Linked DNA regions of Mus musculus: regions 2, 3 and 4 are each linked to region 1. Evidence: chromatin contacts called from public promoter capture Hi-C data. All regions are on one chromosome and are shown on one strand. Each heading gives the region's core, a stretch centred on a gene start, on an enhancer-like site or on the middle of the called end of the contact. The rest is flanking DNA. Distances are from core to core; before and after follow the strand shown. Region 1 overlaps Atp6v1e1 (ATPase, H+ transporting, lysosomal V1 subunit E1). Region 2 overlaps Kdm5a (lysine (K)-specific demethylase 5A). Region 3 holds the start of Il17ra (interleukin 17 receptor A). Region 4 overlaps Mical3 (microtubule associated monooxygenase, calponin and LIM domain containing 3).

Region 1 (2,583 bases), core at 45-2,544:
GGTTTGATTTCCAGCACCTACAGTGCTGGCTCACAACTCTCTGTAGCTCCAATTCTAGGGAGTCTGACTCCAAAGGTACCAGGTGTGCACATGACACACTGACTTACGTACAGGCAAAGAATCCATACTTTTTTTTGTTTTGTTTTTCGAGACCGGAATCCATACATTTAAAGAGAAATTCACAAGGACAACGCATGAGAAAAATTTTCCTTTGAGATAGGATCTTAACCCTGAGGCCCAAGCTGGCCTCAACCCCGCTATGCTCTGCACCCATTAAGACCGCCGTTCTATGTGAGATCCAGGGTCATTAGAACCCAGGCTGGCCTTACCCAAACATTCTTCCTGCCTCCACCTTCTCAGTGCCCATGTCACAGGGGGTGCCACTGTGCCTGCAGACCTCTGATGTTTCCATTTGTAAGAAGCTTGTGCGGTCACAGCAAGCGGCGACACAGCTGGATCCTGCCAGGCTCTAACCCTAACTCGAGATGGCACTGCTGAGCTACGAGCTCGCTTCCAGTAGGCTTTTCTTTCCCAACAGGCCGCAATACTTTCTGAATGACAGTTTTCTTGTTAAATGGAGCCTACACTCTTTCATACTATGTACTTTGTTTATGATACTGTCCACTAAATAAAACATCATCAAAAAAACATTTCTTTTTGAGACAGGGTTTCTCTGTGTAACCCTGGCTGTCCTAGAACTCTGTAGACCAGGCTGGCCTGGAACTCAAGAGATGCCCCTGCCCCTGCCTCCTGAGTGCTGAGATTAAAGGGGTTATTTTTTTTAAATTGAGAGCAGGCCTGGCTCTTGGTTTCACAATCTGGCCTTGTATTCAGCCCCTCCCTCGTGTACTCTATGCCTTGCTTCTTGCTGTTGTATGATCTAATCCTGTTTTACATGCCATTAGGTTAGAGTTCACCAAACTCAAGGACAGACTGCTATCATGCTTGTCTATTGTTAATATCTAGTACTATGATCTGCTGAACAAATGTTATTCTCTCTACAGAGTCCCTAAACGTGAGCTTGGTGGCATATGCTTGTAACCCTGCACTAGGACTCAGGCTATAGAGGGTCAAGGTTCAGAACAACTGCGTACTGAGACACTTTCACAAATGCAAGCAAGCAAACAAAAAGTGCCAACCCAACCAAACACAAAAGCAACACAACACCCCATTATCTGTAAATGTTACCTAGTGAGCACGAGAATAAGCATTTTCTAGTTTCACAGCTACTGGGAGCTACTCACAGTGATGAGGTCATCCCTTGCTCTGAGGACTTTGAGCCTTGCTTGATTCATCAAGTTGGACATCTGACTATAAAAGGGATGGAAGAATATCAATACAACATAAAAAACAATGACTACAGACACACACACAGCTTTCCGTGTTAGAGCAAAGGGCCTTGATAAACAATAAATAACCTTCAGGTGACCCTGTGAGGTTTCCATGTTCCCTCTGCAATTTGGTTCTTGCTTTTGAGACAAGGTCTCACTGTGCAGCTCTGGCTGGCCTGGAACTCTGCTGGTTTGCAGGAGCACACCACATGCCCAGCTTTCTTTCATCTGTTTACTTTGGCGATAAGGTCTAGCTGTGGACCCTGTTTGTTCTTGCCATTTGTAAACTTATGATCGTCCGGTCTCAGACACTAGCTACCCACCCAGCTGAGGTTTCTGTTCCACAGTGTTCTCTTGTCTCCAGCGTTTTGAACTTTCCTTTGGGTGAAGAGCAGATCTCAGGGAATGGAGTCTGGGGTCCTGCACAGGTAAGCAAGGACTGTCGCACTGACCTACTCCCTGTGGCCTGGTTTCATTGACTTAAAGCTCAATGACTGAGGACGTAGCTCAGCGGGTTGTCCAACACCAGGCCCTAGTTCTGATCCCTAGCACTGCCTAAGTCACTTATGGCGGCGTATGCCCGTCATCCCAGTTGGAAGGTGGAGGCAGTAGGACCAGCAAGTTCAGGCCAGCCTGGGCTACAACATCCCAGCTTCTTTAGTTCAGTGGGCTAGCCACCATGCACTTACATTTTCTTCTGCTGCTCAATCTGCTTTTCTTTCTTCTCGTAGTATTCCATAATCTTCAGTCTTTGCGTTTGCACAAGGCGACCTTTCTCAATGTTGAACTCTTCTTCTGCCTATGGAAAGTTAACAGACTTGATTACACTGGACTGGGCTGACCCTTGTATTTGTATCTCCCAGGAACCAGGAATACTGTCATATGTTCACTTAGCCCTTATCTGAAACAGAAAATCTATTGCAACACAAAAATAGTCCTCAAAGACTACTTGAGGTTCTTTTGTTTGTTTTGTTCTCGATTTTTCAAGACAAGGTTTCTCTATGTAGCTCTAGCTTTCCTGGAACTCTCATTCTGTAAACCAGGTTGGCTTCAAACTCAGAGACCCACCTGCTTCTGCCTCTGCCTCCCAAGAACTAGGATTAAAGTCCGTGCCACTGCATTGGCATGTTTTTTGAAATGTGTATGCCATGTGTACACAAGTGCTTATGGAGGCCAGAGGACAATATTGGATCCCCTGGGGCTAAAGTTACAGGTGGCCCTGGGCCATCAATACAGGTGCTAGGAACCAAAC
Region 2 (2,583 bases), core at 63-2,562, 430 kb before region 1:
GGCATTTCAGAGGTTTCTGTTTTAAATCAGCCTTAAATAGCCTCTTATTCTCACACTTTAACCAGTTATGAGTCTTGGTATTATCCACCACACACTGTAGAAAGAAGCTTTTCTGGTCAAAGAGGATAACAGCACTATTATATGATCATAAATACTTAAAATCCAGTTTGACAGGCATATCTTGACTATTTAGCAAAATAGCAGTAAATTTCTCACCAGGGACTATCACTTTTCCAGTCACTGACTTTTTGATTATGTGTATAGTATCAAAGATGACTTCCCTTCTGTGAAATAGACCTCAAATCCAAGAAGTGACTGGTTAGCTGCCAGTATATACTAGTGGACCCATTGTGTCTGTCAAGTTAGTAGTGCACCATTCAGGTTAGCTTAAACTTTTTTGTGAATCTTGAATGTTTTTTTTTTCCCCCTCACTGACTGTCTTAGGGTTTACTGCTGTGAGCACACACTATGACCAAGGCAACTCCTATAAGGACAACATATAATTGGGGATGGCTTATAGGTTCAGAGGTTCAGTTCATTATCACCAAGGCAGAAACATGGCAGCATCCAGGCAGGCATGGTACAGGCAGAGCTGAGAGTTCTACATCTTCATCTGAAGGCTGCTAGCAGAATACTTGACTAACATGCAGCTAGGATAAGGGTCTTAAAGCCCACGCTCATGGTGGCACAACTACTCCAACAAGGCCACACCTCCTAATAGTGTTACTTCCTGGGCCAAACATATACAAACCCAACACATTCCACTCCCTGGCCCCCATAGGCTGAGTCTATGGGGGCCATATCTAGCAGTAGCAATATAAAAGGACATTTAGTCCAACTTCAGAAGTCCTCATAGTCTATAGCAGTCTCAACACTGTTAAAAGTTCAAAGTCTTTTCTGAGATCCATCCATTCACTTAGCTATAATCCCCAAATCAAGACAGGAAACCAGCTGGGCAAACTCTAAACTCTGTATCTCCATTTCTGATGTCAAAAGGATCTCCAACTCCTTTGTTGACTGAAACAAATTTATAATCCTGGGCTGGTTCCACTCCCTGTTAGCAGCATTCCTCAGCAGATATCCTATGGCTTTGGCATCTCGAAAATTTTGGAAACACAGCTTCTTTGTGCTCTCAACAAACATTTCCCAGAAGATTTCACCTCAGTGATACTGGTCTCTTCTTAATCCTTGCTAATTTCTTAGCTCTAGCTAACCAGTGTCAATTGTCCCAGTAGTCCCTTTTATTTTTCACTCTAAAGCCAGAGCCACATTGCCAAAGCTGCTGAGTTCCGCTGTTTACAGGAGCTGGACTATGACCCCCTTGTTCTATTATATTATCACTAGCTTCCTGTTTTCCAACTCCTTCACTGCCTAAGCTTGTATCCTGGATCTTGGTCTATAATTGACCTTGAACTCAGAGATCTGTATGCCTGTCTCCAGGGATTAAAGGTGCCTCCCACCGTGCTTGGATCTAAATTTTAGTTGGGTAGGATCTTGTCCTGTAGTCCCATTCCCTTAATTTGTTATCTCCTAGAACACAGGATTCAGCTCCATTTCACTTCCTGGTGCCACATTAATACTCAAACCATATATTTTATATTTTTCCTTTCTAAGCTTGCTACACTTGTTCAAGATGCTCTTCATGAGAACAAAGTCTCTGCTGGGCTATTTTGAGACTTCCTTTGTCAGTGCAATTAATACAAATCTCTTTACTTTAAGGCTGGGTGTGATAGCACACACCTTTGATCCCAGCACTTGGGAGGCAGAGGCAGGTGAATTTCTGAGTTTGAGGCCAGCCTGGTCTACAGAGTGAGTTCCACAGAAACCCTGCCTCCAAAATAAACAAAACACAAAACAAAACAAAAAATCTCTTTACTTTAACCTCATGTAGACTTTTCAGACAAGGGCAGAAAGCAGTCACCAAAATACCACAAAAATAGTCTGTACGCCACATACTGGAATTTTTCTCCACTGAAACCTCTTGGGCTTGGTCTGCACAGTTCACATCACTCTCAGCAACAAAACAAAGTCTTCCATATTCCTACTAGGATAACCCATTGAGCTCCACTTAAACATTATACTGCTGTCTAAATCCAAAGTTCCCAAATCCACATTCTTTTTTTTTTTTTTAAGATTTATTTATTATTATATGTAAGTACACTGTAGCTGTCTTCAGACAATCCAGAAGAGGGAGTCAGATCTTGTTACGGATGGTTGTGAGCCACCATGTGGTTGCTTGGATTTGAACCCTGGACCTTCGGAAGAGCAGTCGGGTGCTCTTACCCACTGAGCCATCTCACCAGCCCCCAAATCCACATTCTTAAGACAAAAGCATGGTCAGGCCTATCACAGCAATACCCTAGTACCAACTTCTTTCTTAGGGTTTTACTGCTGTGAACAGACACCATGACCAAGGCAACTTCTATAAAGACAACACATAATTGGGACTGGCTTACAGGTTCAGAGGTTCAGTTCATTATCAAGGCAGGAACATGGCGCCATCCAGGCAGGCATGATGCAGGAGTAGCTGAGAGTTCTACATCTTCATCTGAAGGCTGCTAGCTGAATGCTTCCAGGCAGCTA
Region 3 (2,583 bases), core at 45-2,544, 340 kb before region 1:
TCCAACCCCAGCTTTCCTTTCGGGAACCCAGTTCTCCGTGGCCGCTGGCGACTACACCTCCCGAGATGGGAATCAGCTCCCAAGAACCTTGGTAATAAAGAGAGAGCCCCTTGTTGGGTCTGAGAAAATAGCCAAAGGGTTTCAGTAAGACAAAAGTTTCCTTCTGCAAAACGGTGTACAGCCGTGTCTTACTGAGCGCATAAGCGCATCCAGTGAGAGTCGCGCTTGGTTTTATTCCCAACGTTAAGGGGTCCTGTGCCTTACTCCAGGTGGTCAGATCGTGGCCTCACATTCTTAGATGTTGCGGTTGATACCCAGAATGCAGTTTTTAGCAGCGGTGCAACCATGAGCACATATTTTCATTACAAGAAGTGTTAGTCTTGGAGAAATTTGAATTCCTAGTGGCTTCTTTGAATTTTTTTTTTCTCTCCAGGGGGTTCTAGAGGGCATCCCCAGGCCTTGTCAGAGACTCTGTCCGTTGTACTGCTCAGTCCCCCATCCTTCCACGCCTCTGCCCTCAGCCTGGCCTCAAACCTTCCTATGCTGTGTACCTTACCCAGCCAAACTGCACTCGGCGAGGCCACAGTGAGGCTCCTTGAAAGAGCTGGCTGTCTACACAGGCTGTCTCCGTTTCCCTCCTCTGATCCACTTTTAACCCTTCATACTTAGCAATGCTACCCCCCCCCCCCCACACACACACATCTCTGTTACAGAATGCCGTGTTTGCTTTAGTCCAGCCATGAGGTGACTAATTCACTGTCCAGGGTTTTGTTTTGTTTTGTTGGGTTTTTGTTTTGTTTTGTTTTGTTTTGTTTTTGAGTGTGCAAATGTATGATTCAACGCTGAAAGGGAAAAAATATAGTTTCATGGACTTGCTATATGAGACTTAAGCTACATGATCTGGCCATCAAAAACTAGAACTTTGTAGAAAAAACAAAAAAAACAAAAACGAGAAATAAGCATTACGACGATGCGATGGGCTTGTTTCTCCATAAAAACTGAAAGGGAGATTGAGCAAACAAACTCCTTGGAGTCCCGAGTCGGAAATTAGACTAAAATGATGAAACAGATCAGTGTAAACCGGGAGGGTACGATGGCGAGGACAGTCATAGCTCCACAGCAAGTTGACAGCGGGGCTCGGCTCCTTAAAACGGGTTCCTGGGCTCCTATCTTACTTAGCTGAGCAACATCCAAGGAGAGCCAAAGAGGCCAGGAGCACACCTGGGCCAAGGCGGAGGCGGGGCCAGAGGAAGGACAGCCCCCACCCAAGCCCCGCCCCGAGCGGCCCGCCCTCGGGGGAGCCGGAAGCGGGACAGAGGAGGCCGTGTGAAGCCGACGAGCGCCAGTCCTCGGCCGGGAAAGCCATCGCGGGCCCTCGCTGTCGCGCGGAGCCAGCTGCGAGCGCTCCGCGACCGGGCCGAGGGCTATGGCGATTCGGCGCTGCTGGCCACGGGTCGTCCCCGGGCCCGCGCTGGGATGGCTGCTTCTGCTGCTGAACGTTCTGGCCCCGGGCCGCGCCTCCCCGCGCCTCCTCGACTTCCCGGCTCCGGTCTGCGCGCAGGAGGTGAGAGAAGCCGGGCGGAGCGGGGATGCCCGGGCCGTCGGGGGTGGTGGAGAGGACGGCGGAGGGTGGTGAAGAGGTGTCAGAGGGGCGGGCGTCGGGAGGGCCGTCGGGAGTGCGGAGGGCTGTCAAAGGTGCTGAGAGCCGTCGCGAGTGCGAAGGGGCGGACGGCCCAGGCTCTGGCGGGCCCGGGGAGGCTGAAAGTCCGCCCTAGGGGCTCGGAGGACGGTCCCGGGCATGGGCGCAGCGTGGAGGCGCGCTGGCAGCGACTCCGGGAGTGGAGTCGCGGTGAGGGGGAGTTCTAGGGAAACTACGCGGGCGGCGGAGTCACTGGTAGCGCGAGGCGGGGTGACAATTCCGTCTGGGCCTCGGAATTGGAAGATGGAGGCACCAGAGGCTGGCAGCTCGGGATGGACATGGACCTAACCTTGGCAGGAGCTGAAATAATCTGGACTGGCCCCTAACTCCTTGCTTCCTGAGCAGTCAATCCTCCAGCTCTCCCATGCTCAGGTGCCCCAGCCTGGCCTCGGGGGTCCCCACAGGTTGGGTAGTGCGGGCGAGCCCAGTGCCCAGGGGAATCAAACAGGATGTGGGTTGAAAGATGCCGTCCATCCCATCTTTTTTTCACCACCACGTGTGTCCCAGAACCGAGCCTGCCAAAATTGAGTTAACATGTGTGGAAGTCTGCCAGTTTGTTACTGCCAGGGAGGACCACCCCACCCCCACGCCCCGCTGCGCTCTTAGGAAACTGACACACCCCTGGCGGTTGAACCTTACTTACTGTCAAAACAAAGCATAACAAAAAAACAGCGAACCTGTGCAAAACCTAGTGTCTGTTCCACGCATAAACTTTCCTCCCTGTCTCCCTTCAAGCCTTCTCTTCCTCCACTGGTTTTTCCAGCCCCTTCCCCTCCACTTCCACAGCTGACCCCAGGAACTGTGTCCAGTCGCTGAGTCGGAGGATATGAAACAAAAGGATAGTTCTTATCTAATTTTGTAGATTTACCAAAAGAGGGTGGGGA
Region 4 (2,583 bases), core at 46-2,545, 290 kb after region 1:
GTCTGTCTGTCTGTGTGCGTGTCTGTCTCTCTCTCTCTCTCTCTTTCTGTGTGTGTGTGTAGACCAGGCTGGCCTTGAGCTCAAGAGATCCACCTGCCTCCACCTCCAGAGAACTGGGATTAAAGGCGTGTGCCACCACTGCCCAGCTTGGGTTTGGTCTATCTAAAGTAGCAGAAAGAGAATCATTTTGGCCCAAGTCCAAAATGTTAGGATCCCGCCCCCCACATACTTTATTTCCAAAGCAAATTACTGACACTTACTGATAGTTTCTGCTTCTCAGACAAAGCCTGGAGAGGGCACATCTTAGAGAAGATCATGTTCCATACTGAGATGCAATGAAAGAGAACAGAGAAAACTACGCCAGCTCTCAGGTGCACATAGTTCCCTATGGAGTGGCATCCCGGCGAAGCGGGAAGCGACAGCAGGAGCCATGTGAGAACTCAGCGGTTCTCAACCTGTGTGTCTGTGTGTCGCAACCTCCATGGAGTCGATTATCAGAAATCTACATCATTATTCACGACAGTAGTAAAATTAGTTATGAAGTAGCAGCAAAGATAATTTTATAGCTGGGGGTCACCACTATAAAAGGCCGTGTATTAAAGGGTTGCAGCATTAGGAAGATGGGGAACCACCGCTCAAGTTCAAGACAGTAATAGCAGGTGACCCTCCCTCTAGGCTGCTGCTTGTCATGGCGGGACCAGTGAGTAGTAGGTGGGATACAGGAGAATCAATCCTGCCATTAGGATTGTTAGCATCCACTCCTGTGATGAGCGTCTCTCCGAGGATGGCAGCCATCTAGCAAGAACAGCTACGGGAGGCACAGTAGCGTCAGAAACAATCAGACTACAGTTCCACATCCATGCTAAGTGCCCTAGCGCTCTGTACCGTGGCCAAGGAGCACTGTCTTATCTTTTGATAAATCTGCACTGAGGCATTTTGAATAGAGAGGCACAATGAATGGTAAAGTAACCGGAGCAAACGGGAACAATGAGATCTAATACATACATCTAGATAGCAGGCAGTGGGACTCTCTACTGCTTGCTGCTCTTGTGGCTTCTCCTGACTGGGAAGCGTTGACAAAAGACCCGCCCCCCAAATAACTCCAAGGGCAGCCCCAACCAAGTTACAGCAGGTCCTATTTTGCAGTGCACCTAAAACCAGGGTAGCAAAAGAAGCTGACAGGCAAGGAGGCATGCGCAGGGTGACGTCAGAGAGGCACCTGGCAGCACAGACAGGACTCTGCTCCCCCTGGGCTTTCCCCAGCAGTGGCACATGCTCTTGGCACATGGAAATAGAGCCAGCTTTACCAATTGGGTCCGGAAGCACCTACTCAGCAGCTCCTGCCTTGCCTGGGCTCCTCCCTCTCCTCCCTGCTATCTAATCAGAATCCTCTTTCCAAAGGGTCTCTGGCATCAGGTCCCTTCCTCTTTATCTTCAATGCCAACATCCTGGCCCAGTCCTTTGTCATGTTACATCTGATTCCCCAACCCCCACTCCCTAGACAGGGTTTCTCTGTATAGTCTTGGCTGTCTGGAATTCACTCTATAGACCAGGCTGGCCTTGAACTCAGCGATCGGACTGCCTCTGCCTCCCAAGTGCTGGGATTGAAGGTGTGCGCCACCTCTGCTGGGCTACATCTGAATTATTACCAACTGCTGGGGGTGGACAAACTCCAACCAGTGGCCAAATCCAACCTCCAAGTAAGACGCTTTTTTTAAAATATATTTCAAGGATTGAGGGAAACCCAGACAAGACTCATTCTATAATTGATGAAAGTTACATAAAAATTCCTATTTCATAAATTACAGCGTCAATGGCCTATAGCCATGCCCACCGGCTCTGCATTATCTCCAACACCTTTCACAATATTCCTGAAAGGCTGTCTCTGGGTATGGGTGTGGGAGTGGGGGACTCCCAGTGACATGCAGTCCTGCCCCAGCTGCATGTGGTGGGAAATCACCTCAGTACAGAAGCAGAAGGTTGACAGGGGTGGGGGCTTTACTGAGACAGCTTTTGAGAGGCCATTACCCACACTGAAATGGAACTATATAGTGATGCCACTGTTTTGAGATGACCCATATTCCTATAGTAAACCCAGTGTACTCCCAAGACGACACAGAGAGCTTTCTTGAGTGGGTCGTTGCCTCTCTATCTGGAGACAGTCAGAGTCTGTCAGACAGTGTCACAAAGACAGAGTGGAGGAGCTGCACCAGAGAGCACCCAGCTCCCAGAAATGAGAATGCTCCCTTCAGAAAGTGACTCCTTCCACAACAATCTTGCTCTCCCATCTCTCCCCCTTTACCTGACTTTCAACATGATTTCCACGCTGTTACTCAGGGCGAATCCCACCTCCATAAACTGTCTATAGAGTGCGATGAGGCAAACCCAGGCCCTGGGGACAGACGGGCTCCGTGTGCTTGCTCATGGCTGCTCTCATCTTTTAGAAAGCTCTTCTCAGCTGGCCACTAGCCTGCCTTTCAAGGCTCTGGGAAGAACTCCTGGCTCCCTTTCCTCAGCTCCTATGGCACCTACATTTACACTCGCTCATCACGGCTCTTGCTCTTACCACACTGCAAGGGAGTC

What was found. Promoter capture Hi-C pulls out the DNA fragments that hold promoters and counts their contacts. Capture Hi-C pulls out chosen DNA fragments and counts their contacts.
Region 2: a contact with region 1 is called in a promoter capture Hi-C map of liver. The contact joins two enhancer-like sites. A contact is called at or near these places in 3 of 39 promoter capture datasets (the C10 cell line, cranial neural crest and liver), 1 of 484 Hi-C or Micro-C datasets (pre-B cells) and 2 of 9 other capture datasets (liver and pancreatic islet).
Region 3: a contact with region 1 is called in a promoter capture Hi-C map of liver, with 2.6 times the contacts expected there. The contact joins the promoter of Il17ra here to the enhancer-like site in region 1. A contact is called at or near these places in 1 of 39 promoter capture datasets (liver), 1 of 115 datasets of contacts at active chromatin or transcription factors (bone marrow-derived macrophages) and 2 of 9 other capture datasets (embryonic stem cells and liver).
Region 4: a contact with region 1 is called in a promoter capture Hi-C map of pancreatic islet. The contact joins two enhancer-like sites. A contact is called at or near these places in 2 of 115 datasets of contacts at active chromatin or transcription factors (memory CD8 T cells and pancreatic cancer cells) and 2 of 9 other capture datasets (liver and pancreatic islet).

Annotation. Positions count from the first base shown.
Region 1 is chr6:120,806,342-120,808,924 of GRCm38.p6, forward strand. It overlaps Atp6v1e1 (ATPase, H+ transporting, lysosomal V1 subunit E1), which reads right to left. Exons shown (of 9, transcript NM_007510.3): 3 at 2,021-2,130; 4 at 1,245-1,311. Among named protein-coding and RNA genes, the nearest start is that of Atp6v1e1, 15 kb to the right of the region's middle. Within about 2 kb of position 1,295, at least 24 of the 459 cell types and tissues checked have an H3K27ac peak or open chromatin away from gene starts, as enhancers often do. A contact at or near this core is called in liver and pancreatic islet, where this site is marked.
Region 2 is chr6:120,375,604-120,378,186 of GRCm38.p6, forward strand. All of the region lies in intron 4 of Kdm5a (lysine (K)-specific demethylase 5A), which reads left to right. Among named protein-coding and RNA genes, the nearest start is that of Gm24592, 4.2 kb to the right of the region's middle. Within about 2 kb of position 1,313, at least 14 of the 459 cell types and tissues checked have an H3K27ac peak or open chromatin away from gene starts, as enhancers often do. A contact at or near this core is called in liver, where this site is marked.
Region 3 is chr6:120,461,903-120,464,485 of GRCm38.p6, forward strand. Il17ra (interleukin 17 receptor A) reads left to right here and starts at 1,295. Exons shown (of 13, transcript NM_008359.2): 1 at 1,295-1,564. The coding sequence starts at 1,427.
Region 4 is chr6:121,097,451-121,100,033 of GRCm38.p6, forward strand. The region is part of intron 1 of Mical3 (microtubule associated monooxygenase, calponin and LIM domain containing 3); the gene reads right to left. Among named protein-coding and RNA genes, the nearest start is that of Mical3, 32 kb to the right of the region's middle. Within about 2 kb of position 1,296, at least 45 of the 459 cell types and tissues checked have an H3K27ac peak or open chromatin away from gene starts, as enhancers often do. A contact at or near this core is called in liver and pancreatic islet, where this site is marked.